2 separate regions of the Macaca mulatta genome follow, and region 2 is linked to region 1. A link is a contact called in public Hi-C data. All regions are on one chromosome and are shown on one strand. Each heading gives the region's core, a stretch centred on a gene start, on an enhancer-like site or on the middle of the called end of the contact. The rest is flanking DNA. Distances are from core to core; before and after follow the strand shown. Region 1 holds the start of SIRPA (signal regulatory protein alpha). Region 2 holds the start of LOC717626 (tyrosine-protein phosphatase non-receptor type substrate 1-like).

Region 1 (5,526 bases), core at 2,881-5,380:
GAGCAATCATAGGTCACTACAGCCTAGAATTCCTGGGCTCAAGCAATCCTCCCACCTCTGCCTCCCAAAGTGCTGGGATTACAGGTGTAAGCCACCATGCCCAGCTCAGTTTTAAAATTTAATACATATTTATTGACAACCTACTGTTTACTGTTGAAGGGCCTGGGGCTGCAGCTCTGGGACAAAACAATGGCAGTGGCCAACACTTAACCTATATTAACTCATTTAACCCTCACAAGAACCCTTTCAGGTAAGGTCCTATCATTACCCCAAAGGAAGCACAGATCATCAAAATAACTTGCCCTACGGGGCTAGTCTGAGAGACCACTGGAGTGCAAGCCACTAGGATAAACTGACCTGGAGCTAGTTAGGGAGACAGAAAAAATGCAATGGAGACACACAATATTAGCAGGTCGTGATGCATGCTATGAAGATAAAATAAAGTAGGGAAGAGGGTAGGGCATATTGGGCAGGGGTGGGGGTGACTACTTTAACAGGGTGGTCTGGCAAGACCTCTCAAGGAGGTGGCGTGTGAGCAGAGCTGCCTCATTTGTAAAATGAGGGAATGATTAGCTCACCCTCCCAGGTGTGGTATGAATGTCACAGTCTGTAAAGCATAGTAGATGCCGAACAGATGGGAATTGTTTGGAAAACTGAGTTCAAATCCTGACTGGTTTGGCAACCCAGAGAAAGGGGCTGTTGTGAGCCTTGGAGATTATCCTTACTCTGCAAGGGCCAGAGGACACAGCAGGGGCTCAGTAAGGTCACTCCCATCTCCCATCCCCCCACCCCACTTGTTCCTCAGCCTGGTGAGCAGCAAGCAACTCTTGGGGCAGTTGGTTCCCTGGTCCAGGCTGCCCAGGAGTCCACGCTGTTTTTATTTTTATTGTTCTGGCTCCACAGCTGAGACCTCTAACTCCAAATGGCTCTTCTTGCCCAGAAAAATAGGTCGTTGGCAGCTCCAGCCTCCTGGCAGGCCTGCCTGCTGACGCCAGCCCAGGGTTACGGGAAGTGGGGAGCAGAGCGCGGGCAGGGCTGGAACCAGGTGAAGTTGGGCTGTGCAGGTGCCAGCGTGCCCCACAGGGTGGCCCTGGTGAAGTCGTGTTCTGTCTCTGGGCATGTTTCCTCACCTCTGGGAACCCCGTGGAGTTGCTGAGGCTTCAGATAACGTATTTCAAAAGGCCTAGAACACACAAGGATGTCATCCACCCCCCTGCAATGGCCAAACTCCAGATAGGCCCTGCCATGCTATCATGGCTGCTTTCACTTCTTTGTCACTATTGACCCCATCATATCAGAGTTTGTTATCCCCATTTCACAGATGAAAAGACTGAGGCTCAACATTTTGTTTTGCCCAAGTTGCATAAGTCAAATCGGCAAAATCTTGGCTTCCAAGCCCCTGATCCTCTCCTCCTCATGCCCATTTGTCTTCTTCCCTTGACAACAGGGAAGGAATGTGATCTGACTTCTGTGCAAGGATTCCTCAGGCTGCTGAGTCGAGGAATCGACAGAAGGCACAAGGTGGAAATAGGGCGCCCAGGTGAGAGCGGTGGAGGCTCAGACGAGGGCGGAAGCAGCGGAGGTGCTGAGAAGTGGTTTGGCTCTGGTTGTGATGAGAAGGCCCAGCAGGCAGGATTTGCTGACAGATTGTGCCCTCTAGGAGTAAGAGGAAGAGTCAAACAGAAAATGCAGGGATGCAACCACCCCTGGCTTCCCATCTCACCTCCTCGGTGAGACCTTCCTTGATCCCTTTTCAAAATTGCAATCTATCCCTCTCATCAGCGCTCTTGGGCCACTTCCCTGGCTAATTCCCCCACCCCGTAGCACCCATCCCATTTGACGAACTTATCAGTTCATTTCCTCCCACTAGAATGTCAGCTCCTTGAGGGCAGGGATTTTTATCTGTTTTCCAACTGTTGCATTCCCAGTGCCTGGCACCCAGCAGATGCTTGATAAACATTGTTGAGTGCATGAATGAATATGTGTGAAGGCAGTTAGATTTTAAAGTAGGGCAGCCCAGACCTCTTGCTGTGGCAGTGGCTGATTCACGTCAATTATCTGCCATAATCTCTCTGTGTGGCCTCAGACAAGTTGCCCCTCACCTCAGTTTACCCATGGCCCGTGGGTCTCAGTGGCTTCTCAGCCTTGAGATTGGCCAAGGATGATTTTTATGTGGACAGAGAACAAGGGTCAGGTCCCCCTCCTGAGGGAGAGGTGAGGGAAGCCCTGCTGAGCGCCTTTGCCAAAGGTGCTATATATAAATAGCAGGTGGTTCAATTATTATCTTTCCCTAATCCCCAGTTTCCTAATCCCTGGGCGGGTTTGTGAGTGTGTGTGTGTCTTGGGGAATTGAACAGCAGAGCCTTCTGGAAGTCCAGGGCAGGAGGCTGCCTCTTCTCTGACTTCATCAGCAGCCTCGATCTCCACTCCCACCCCAGATAGAGTCTGGTGACAAATTTTCCCAGGAGCCTCCCTGGTCACCTTCACGGTCTAGACCAGATGTGGCCTGAAGAGATGGAGACCTTCCCTGCCCCCACATCAGATACCAGGATAATCCCAGAACAATATCCTTTCTCATTGGTGCCCAATTCCACGCTCCTCTCTCCAGTCCACCCTACGTTTGGAGAGTGGCCTTTTGGACACACAAATCAGACATGGCCCTCCCATGTTGAAAACCCTCTAGGGGTCTCCCAACTGCAGAATAAATGCAGGCTCTTTACCCAGGTCTTGGAGACCATCCCACCCTCCCCACTCCTGCATGCTGTGCTCTCTCTCCTCCAGCCTAGCCGCCAGGGGCCTTCCCCTCCTTGTGCTGGGCCCTCTTCCTGGAACATCTTTCTCCCCAAATCTTCCCCTTGTTGATCCTACTTGTGATTCAGCAACCCATGTCTCAGGGAGGTCCTACTGGCCCCCTTATCAAAATACGCTCACCCCTCTCCTTCTCTAAGTTCAGTCTTCCGTTCTTCATTAATTATTTCTACTTGTCCACTTATCTGTCTCCCCTACTAGAATATAAATTCCTCATGGACAGGGACCTCGTGCTCTCCCACACCCAAAGAAATGAAAATTCCCTTGCACTTCAAATGCTGCCCAAAACCCTGTGGGTTCTCAAGGACTGCTGTCAAACACTTCACTTATTTATCAAATGCTTATGCTGCACTTGGTATATGCTAGGCTCTTTTTAACACGTCTTACAAATATTAACTCATCTAATCCTCACAATTGAGACTCACGCTGGCCTCACTTCAGATGAAGAAGCTGAGGCACAGAAGAGGTAAGGTACTTTCCAGTCTACCCAGCTCATAACAGTAACCAGGGGATTTGAACCCAGGGAGTTCAGCCCATGTTCTCAAGTGTGGCACCCTCCCTGCCCCCCTGCACAACAGCAGGACCAGGCATTTAACCAGGAGGCTTGGGGCAGGAGGGGAGGTGGTGGTGCTACTTTGCATAGGTCTTTAACCTGGGAATCAGGAATTCAAATCTTGTTGCTACCCCAAGCTTTGCTGTGTGGCCTTAAGCAAACCTATTCCCTCTCTGGGCCTCAACGTTCTGTCCATTTACAGGGCTGGGCCCTCTCTCACCTTGTGTTATTCCTACCCTCTTAACTGCCACTGCGTGAAGCAAAATTCTCTCCCATTAGCAGCGGGTCTTGAACTCGTGTTCCTCCCACAATGCGGAGCCTACTTCTGCCAGGTGACCAGGACACTGACACTCCCCATCACTGACCTGGCTGCTACAGGAACGGCGTTCCCTCCAGGAAAACCGAGATTCTGTCCTCTCCAACTCCAAGCCTCTGGCTCCGGCTCCCACCCCTCATCTTCTTCCGGGCCTGTCCTTCTCCTGGAACCCATGCCTTCAGGGCCCCGCTCTCCCACACACGCCCCCTCCTGGGCCTCCCCACCCCCTCAATCTGCCCTCCACCACCGAGACACCTGGCCAGGGGGCTCCCACCTCCCTGGGAAGGCCCCGGCCCTTCCCCTCTGGTTCCCCGCCACAGCCCCCTTCTCGCTCCCTCTCCTCCCCGCTCCTCTTTTCCAGGCGGCACCGAAGTCCTTCCTACACACACGCTATTTTTGTACCATCACTCTCTTCTTCCTCTCCCCTTCCCCCTGCGTTCACTTACTTCCTTCTTTTCCTTCACCTCGGCCCGGCTCTGAAAGGATCGGGCCCCTCCGGCCCGCACCCATCCCCAAGAGGGGCCTTCAGCTTTGGGGCTCAGAGGCACGACCTCTTGGGGAGGGTTAAAGGCAGACACCCCCCGACCCCCGCGCCTCCACTCCCCGACTCCTTCGCCGCCTCCAGCCTCTCGCCAGTGGGAAGCGGGGAGTAGACGCGCGGCCAGAATCCGGAGGCGAGGGGAGGTCGGCCGCAACTTCCCCAGTCCACCTTAAGAGGACGATGTAGCCAGCTCGCGGCGCTGACCTTAGAAAAACAAGTTTGCGCAAAGTGGAGCGGGGACCCGGCCTCTGGGTAGCCCCGGCGGCGCTTCTAGTGCCTTCCAGCCCTAGCGGGCGGCGCAGGTCCGAGCCTGGCAGGGACGGGGAGGGGCAGAGCGGGACGGGTCGGGGCTGGGGACGAACCGCGCGGGCTTCTGAACTGGTACATCGTCGGAGCCGGAGGCTCGTCTAGTCCCGAGCCCGAGCGGGCTGCGGCGGCTCGCGGGGCCGCCTTCACGGGCAGCAGCCGGGGGCCCGCGCGGGGGTGCCGGGGCTCGGGCGCCGGCGCGGGGGGCGACGCTGCCCTCCCCGGCCGGGCGCGCTGCTCGCAGCCCTCGCTCCCTCCCCCGGGGCGCGCTGCTGGCTGGCGCGCAGGCGGGCGCTCGCTCGCCGAGAAGGTGCCGGCGGGGCCGGAGCCCCGAAGCCTCCCCGGGCGGCGGGAAGACGGGAGGAGGGGGGAAGGGAAGGAGGGAGGGGGCCGGGCTGCCGGGAGGGCGGGGGCAGCGGCCGGGACTGCGGGCCGGGAGCGAGCTCAGCCGCCCGCGCCGTGTGGAGCCCGGGCGGGGCAGGTGGGCAGCGGCGGGGGCGGCTCCGCGCGGCCGGGCTCGGCCGTGCTGCCCCTCGCCCCTGCTCGCGCGGTCCTCTCTCCCGCGCTGTCTGTCTCGGTCTGCGCGCCGCCTCGCTCACTCCTCGCTCGCTCGCTCTCCCCCTCTTTCTCCCCCTCTCGCCTCTCTGTGTCTCTGGCTCTCTGCCTGGCTCCCTTGGGTCTGTTTCTCTCTCCTGCCGCCTCTCTCTGGCCGCCCCTGGCTTTATTTCTCGCGCGCTTGGGGTCTCTCCCCGTCTCCGTCTCTCGATTTCTCCTGGGGGGCGGGGAGGGGGGTCTCCAAAAACCGCGGCGGCGACGGCGGCTCCTGAGCCGCTCCAGGCGCCCGTTCCGGAGTCGGGGGGAGGCCCAGCCGGGAGGGGGGAAGGGGGGGAGTCTTAGTCATTTCCCCGCTCCAGCCTGCTCCCGCCCGAGCGCGCACTCACGGCCGCTCTCCCTCCTCGCTCCGCAGCCGCGGCCCATGGAGCCCGCCGGCCCGGCCCCCGG
Region 2 (5,096 bases), core at 1,313-3,812, 90 kb before region 1:
ACCAGCCCCAGCAGACTCACCCTCTCTGATCCAAGACACAAGGAGCAAATGCAAAGTTAGCTGAGCTTGGCCCAGATCAGCAGTGCTACCCAGCTGACCCACATGAGCAATACGAAAAGCTTTCTGTTTAAAGCCACTGAATTTTGGAGTGGTTTGTTATACCGCAATAGCTATGTGCCTCACTGGCACCTAGGCATAACAATGCATGTAGGTGGTTATTTGTCGTAACACACTGTGATTAGAGAAGATTAGGAGCAGCCTCAAGGCTCAGCAATAGAACACTGATCAAATAATTACAGGAGAGCCAAACAATGGAATATTATGCAGCTGTTCAAAAGAATGAGGCAGCCCCATGCGAATCAACATGGAACAAACTCCATGATGCATTTTTAAGCGAAGCAGCAAGAGGCAGAAGAGTATATAGGGCAAGCTACTATTGATCCTGTAAAATAATTGTATTTGCATAGACTATCTCCGGGAGGGTACACAGAAACCTGTAACAATGGCTGTCTCTAGGAAGGGGAACTGGGTGCCTGGGGAACAAGAGCAGAAGCGAGACTTCCTTTTCAGGCTATCTTCTTTTTTATCTTTTGAATCGTGTAAATGTGTTATCTATTCAAAAATAAACAAAACCAGAATGTAAAAACTCCTATGCCTTTCAAATTCAGAGAGCCTTATTATTCTCTTTCCAAGACTCCCAAGATCCACCGGGACGAAAAAACAGCAGTCAGGGAACCATTCCGATTTTCTCTGCTCTCTCCCCGACAGTCCCCACCCGCGCAGAGTGAAGCTGATTTCTCTGGTAAACCTTGTTTGTGAGCTTCGCCCAGGCGACACTACCTCGCCTGCCACTGGAGGGCAGCGCGAGGCTTCCTTCCTGGGGAGGAATTGCGGAGAGACGGTGGTCGGCCCTGAATAGCAGGCTGGCTCCTACATGAAAGGCTCTGGCTTTCCGTTTTTGTTTGCATCTTTGTTTGCTTTCTTTCTTTCTTCTTTTCTTTTCTTTTTTTTTGGGGGGGGGGAAAAAAAAAGAACAAAAAATGGTCTCTACCCAAGAACCCCATTCCAGGCAGTAGATTCGCCAGCCATTGCTTGTGCGTCTTCGCCAAGAGAGGGGGAGATGCGCCGGCGCTCCTTACCGCTCACATCTACCCGGCTGGATAAAACCATTTGGGGAACTTGCCCTTCAGGCTGCTGAAGACTTGCTGCTTCACAAGTCTTACTTGTGAAGACCCGGAGGGTTTGCCTTTGACCCCGCCTGTGACCTTAAGAAAACCCCTTTCTACCCTGCGCCTGTCCCACAGCTGGAAGTGATAATTTTAAGGATGAATTAAACACTTGATTTGTGACACTGCGGAACTAAGCACTTTCTGGACTGTGTTATGCCCCATTTTACAGATGAGGAAGCTGAGGCCTCCAGAGGCGGAGTAACTTGCCCGTGGTTACACAGCTAGTCAGTGGCGGGCAGGATTTAAATCCAGGGTTCCCCGCTTCCTAATCCTCTGCTTTTACGACTTAACTTACCCTGCCTCCAAGGGCTGCTGGGGAAAACGAGGGTTTCAAAGGAGAAGCGGCTAAGGAAAAGCTCTGGAAAGGGCCAAAGGAGAAGCGGCTAAGGAAAAGCTTTGGAAAGGGCCAACGGAGCGGATATTCAGGGAGCCTCTCTGCGAGCCACGCGCCGGCACGCCTCTGGGAAGCCCGCCTCCCCCTGCAGATAGGCGTTGTGACATTCTTGCGTCCCTGTCGAACATGCGAAGAGACCGAGGCCCAGAGTGGCGCAGGGCGAGCCCGGAGGCTGCGCCCCAGTGCTGAAGGAGCCACTGCCGCCGCTTCTTCCGCTCCGCTGCAATCCGCACGCAGGCGCCGGCTCCCCGAGGCCCCGGGCGCACTAGCCGCACGCCTGGGTAAAAGGTCCGGATGAGTCTGCAGAAGCGCGCCCACGCCCGAGACGGCCGTTTCCGCCGGCCTGGGAAGGGGGCAGAGAAGGGGGTCGCTCGGGCCGCAGCGTCCCAGTCCCCGCCGGCCGAGCCGTGTCTTGGGCCAGTCTCCACACTTCGCTTCTTCCCCACCTGGGGAAGGGGGCGCAGCGGTAGGGCACTGGAGCGCACGATGCACCCCGCCAACGGGTCCTTTCTGCAAACGGGGTTCCTGTTTTCATGCAAATGCCTTTGTTAGCGCACCGGGAACCAGGAGGACGAAACTGCAGCTGACGCGGGCTGCGCGCCGCTTTTCCGCCTTCGCTTGATTCGGCCTGAACGACTAAAACGCGCCGCGCCAGGAACAAAAACACCGGCGCCGCGGAAACCCGCAGTAGCGGCGCGAGAAGTGCGGCTCGGTTGGGGTCCGCGAGAAGCGGTGCACGCGGCGGCTCACGCGGCGGGGCTGGTGCCTGGAGGCCTTCACACCGCATCACCGAGGGCAAGGAACCTCCAACTCTCCCTCAGTTTCTCCACCTGCATTGGGATGTCCTATATAAGGAGTGCCCGCTCCTTGCTGTAATTATTTTGTCCAAGCACTGTGGGAGGCAGCGTTGAGGAGGCTGTTGTGGGGAGTTTGCCTGTCAGAGAGAAGAGGGAAGTAAACAAGAAACATACAGACAAAATAATTTCAAATAGCAACAAGTGTTGATATCATAGCAAACACCACTGCAACGCTTGTGCCAGGCTCTGCTCTATGCTATATGCACATTAGGTCATGTAGTCCTCACTCCCTTGCACAGATAAGAAAATGCAGGTTGAATAATCTATTCAAGGGAAACAGGAAGTTGAACAATATGTGGAGAAACAGGTTGAACAGTATGTGGGGAACTAGGTTGAACAATAGCCTCAAGTGTGCAGTAGGTAGGCTGGGCACTTGAGAATATTGGGCCCAGCAGGGGTTCGACCCAGCCAGTCCAGCCCCAAGTGGAAGCTTTTGCACACTCCGTTACACCACTTTTGGCTGTACTAGGAAGGAAGTAAAGTGGTGACACGCTCAAGAGAGAGTTGGGGCTAGATAGGATCTGCTCCTAGAAGGATGTCAATGGCCATCTCTATGCAAGGGAGTGTCTAAGCTGAGGCCTGCACAATAAGAGGAACTAGCCTTGCAAAGAGCTGGGCATGTCCAGCAGAGAAAACAGCAAGGGCAAAGGCCTTGAGGTGGAAGAGTACCTGTGGGGTTTCATGAACATAAGGATGGAACTCAGTGAGCAGCAATAAGAAGGAGAGGAGATGGTCAGGAGCTGAGGGTAGCAGGCTTTGCAGGTCTCAGCAAGGAGCTGGACTTTCATTCTAGGTGTGATGGGAAGTTTTGTTGTTATGGCCACTGAAGGAATTGGGTGGATGGAGTTCGACTAGAGGGTGGATACCCTTCCTGCCCTACCAGCCTTGAGTTCAAGGAGGAAGTTGATTACTCAGGCCTTAAGCATGCCCCTCCTCATCTGGCCTCCTGGCTTCTAGGAGATTCCTGAGGACATTCACCAAGTCTCCAACATTACCTGATGTCAGATCAGGTAAGCCCTCATCTTACAGATAGGGCTGAGACTGAGGCCCCGACTTCAGGGATGTGTCTTCACCTTTGAGTAGGAGAAGCAAGGGTGGTATCTGCTTCATCTACTCATGTACCTGCAGCACCTAGCACAGGCTGACCAGCCCATCCTTGGACCCAGGCAAGCAGAGCTGTGCCCTGGCCAGCCTCCAGCTGCGTACGTCCCCATAGGCTAGAGAGTCTGCAGTGCCAAGGGGATATACCCATCCAAGTCTTTGCTCCTTGTCTAGAGTACTACAGATTCCTAGGATACCTAAAAGTCCCAAACCTGCTGCCAGGCCTCTTCCTGGTCTATTGTCTGGAGGCAGAACACTAAACCCAGGGTGTAGCCAAGGGGCACTGCTGAGTATGGGGTGTGGATGGAGCTTGGACCTGCAGCCTGGTATGTCTACACACATGCAGGTGAGGTGTGCACGGTACAGGATGGAGCTGGGGATGAGAAGGGAAGGTGGCAGGTTATAGGCTGGGAAATGAGCAACCAGGGGATGGGGCTGGCTCTCCCCAGCACCACCACATGTCAGTGCAAGTATCTAAGAAGTCTGTTTCCAAATCGATCCTGGCCTTTCAGGCTGCTGAGAAGTTATACTTATTGAGGAGAAGGATAGAACATTTAAGAGAAGGTATTGGTTTGATTTATAACTTTTAAATATTTAGATTTAAGGGTGAGTGGCCACCAGCCTCCACCAATATCAGGAGTGTGTTTGGCCTAGACCCTAGGAGATATTCAATATTTATCAAATAGATGGATTAATCTCATTTAATTTAATGCTCACACAGACTCAATGGAGGGAAATCACGTCGTCTGTATTTTATTGATGAGGAAACTAAGGCTTAGAGATTTAATGACTGACCCTATTTGTCAAGTTAGAAATTTGTCTTGCAGAGCTGAGAGCCTCAAGCCCTAACGTGTCTGATTCCAAAATCCATTGCAATTGGTTCATGATAAGTTCACACCCATTATGACCACATTAAATATATTATAACTGTTTGATTATGTCACTCACTGATCTTCGGGGACATGAGCACTGTTTATATTACATGAAAAAGGCCTTCTCTTCTTCATTCTTACTCTACCTCTCAGGCACCTTTGGGAAGTAATAAGACAGGAGCTAACACTCCATTTAACAAATGGAAAACTGAGGACTGAGCAATAGCCCGAGGTGTTAACAAGGCTTAAATAGGGAATTTTTTTTTTTTTTTTAATGTAGCAAGAAATCTGGAGGTAGCTAGGAAAGGGCTGGTGTAATTTTTGCAACATTTTCAGCAAACAACTTCTACCTCTTGGTCTGTTCTGGCTATTTATTGCTGCAGCATAACAAACGGCCCCCAAACAACCACCATTGTATTGTCTATAGTTTTGTGAGTCAGAAATTTGGGCAGGGCTCAGCTGGGTGATCCTTCAGTGATCCATGGAGCACTGACTAGAGTCATTCAGTGATACTCAGGTGCTGATTGGGCTACGCTGGAGAATCAAGATGGTTTCACTTAGATGCCTGATGCTTTCGTGGGGATGGCTGGAACACTGAGCTCAGCTGGGTCCCTCTGCCTCTCCATGGAATCCCAGGGCTTCT

What was found. Hi-C and Micro-C count contacts between places; a contact is called where the count stands out from the background.
Region 2: a contact with region 1 is called in a Hi-C map of cortical neurons, with 3 times the contacts expected there. The contact joins the promoter of LOC717626 here to the promoter of SIRPA in region 1. A contact is called at or near these places in 5 of 14 Hi-C or Micro-C datasets (blood, cortical neurons, fetal cortex germinal zone and 2 more).

The regions. Positions count from the first base shown.
Region 1 is chr10:82,191,668-82,197,193 of T2T-MMU8v2.0, reverse strand. It overlaps SIRPA (signal regulatory protein alpha), which reads left to right and starts at 4,130. Exons shown (of 9, transcript XM_015149397.3): 1 at 4,130-4,520; 2 at 5,492-5,526. The coding sequence starts at 5,501. It overlaps LOC144332055 (a long non-coding RNA gene), which reads right to left and starts at 4,520. Exons shown (of 2, transcript XR_013399772.1): 1 at 4,124-4,520; 2 at 1-1,656.
Region 2 is chr10:82,280,591-82,285,686 of T2T-MMU8v2.0, reverse strand. LOC717626 (tyrosine-protein phosphatase non-receptor type substrate 1-like) reads right to left here and starts at 2,562. Exons shown (of 8, transcript XM_028828281.2): 1 at 1,525-2,562.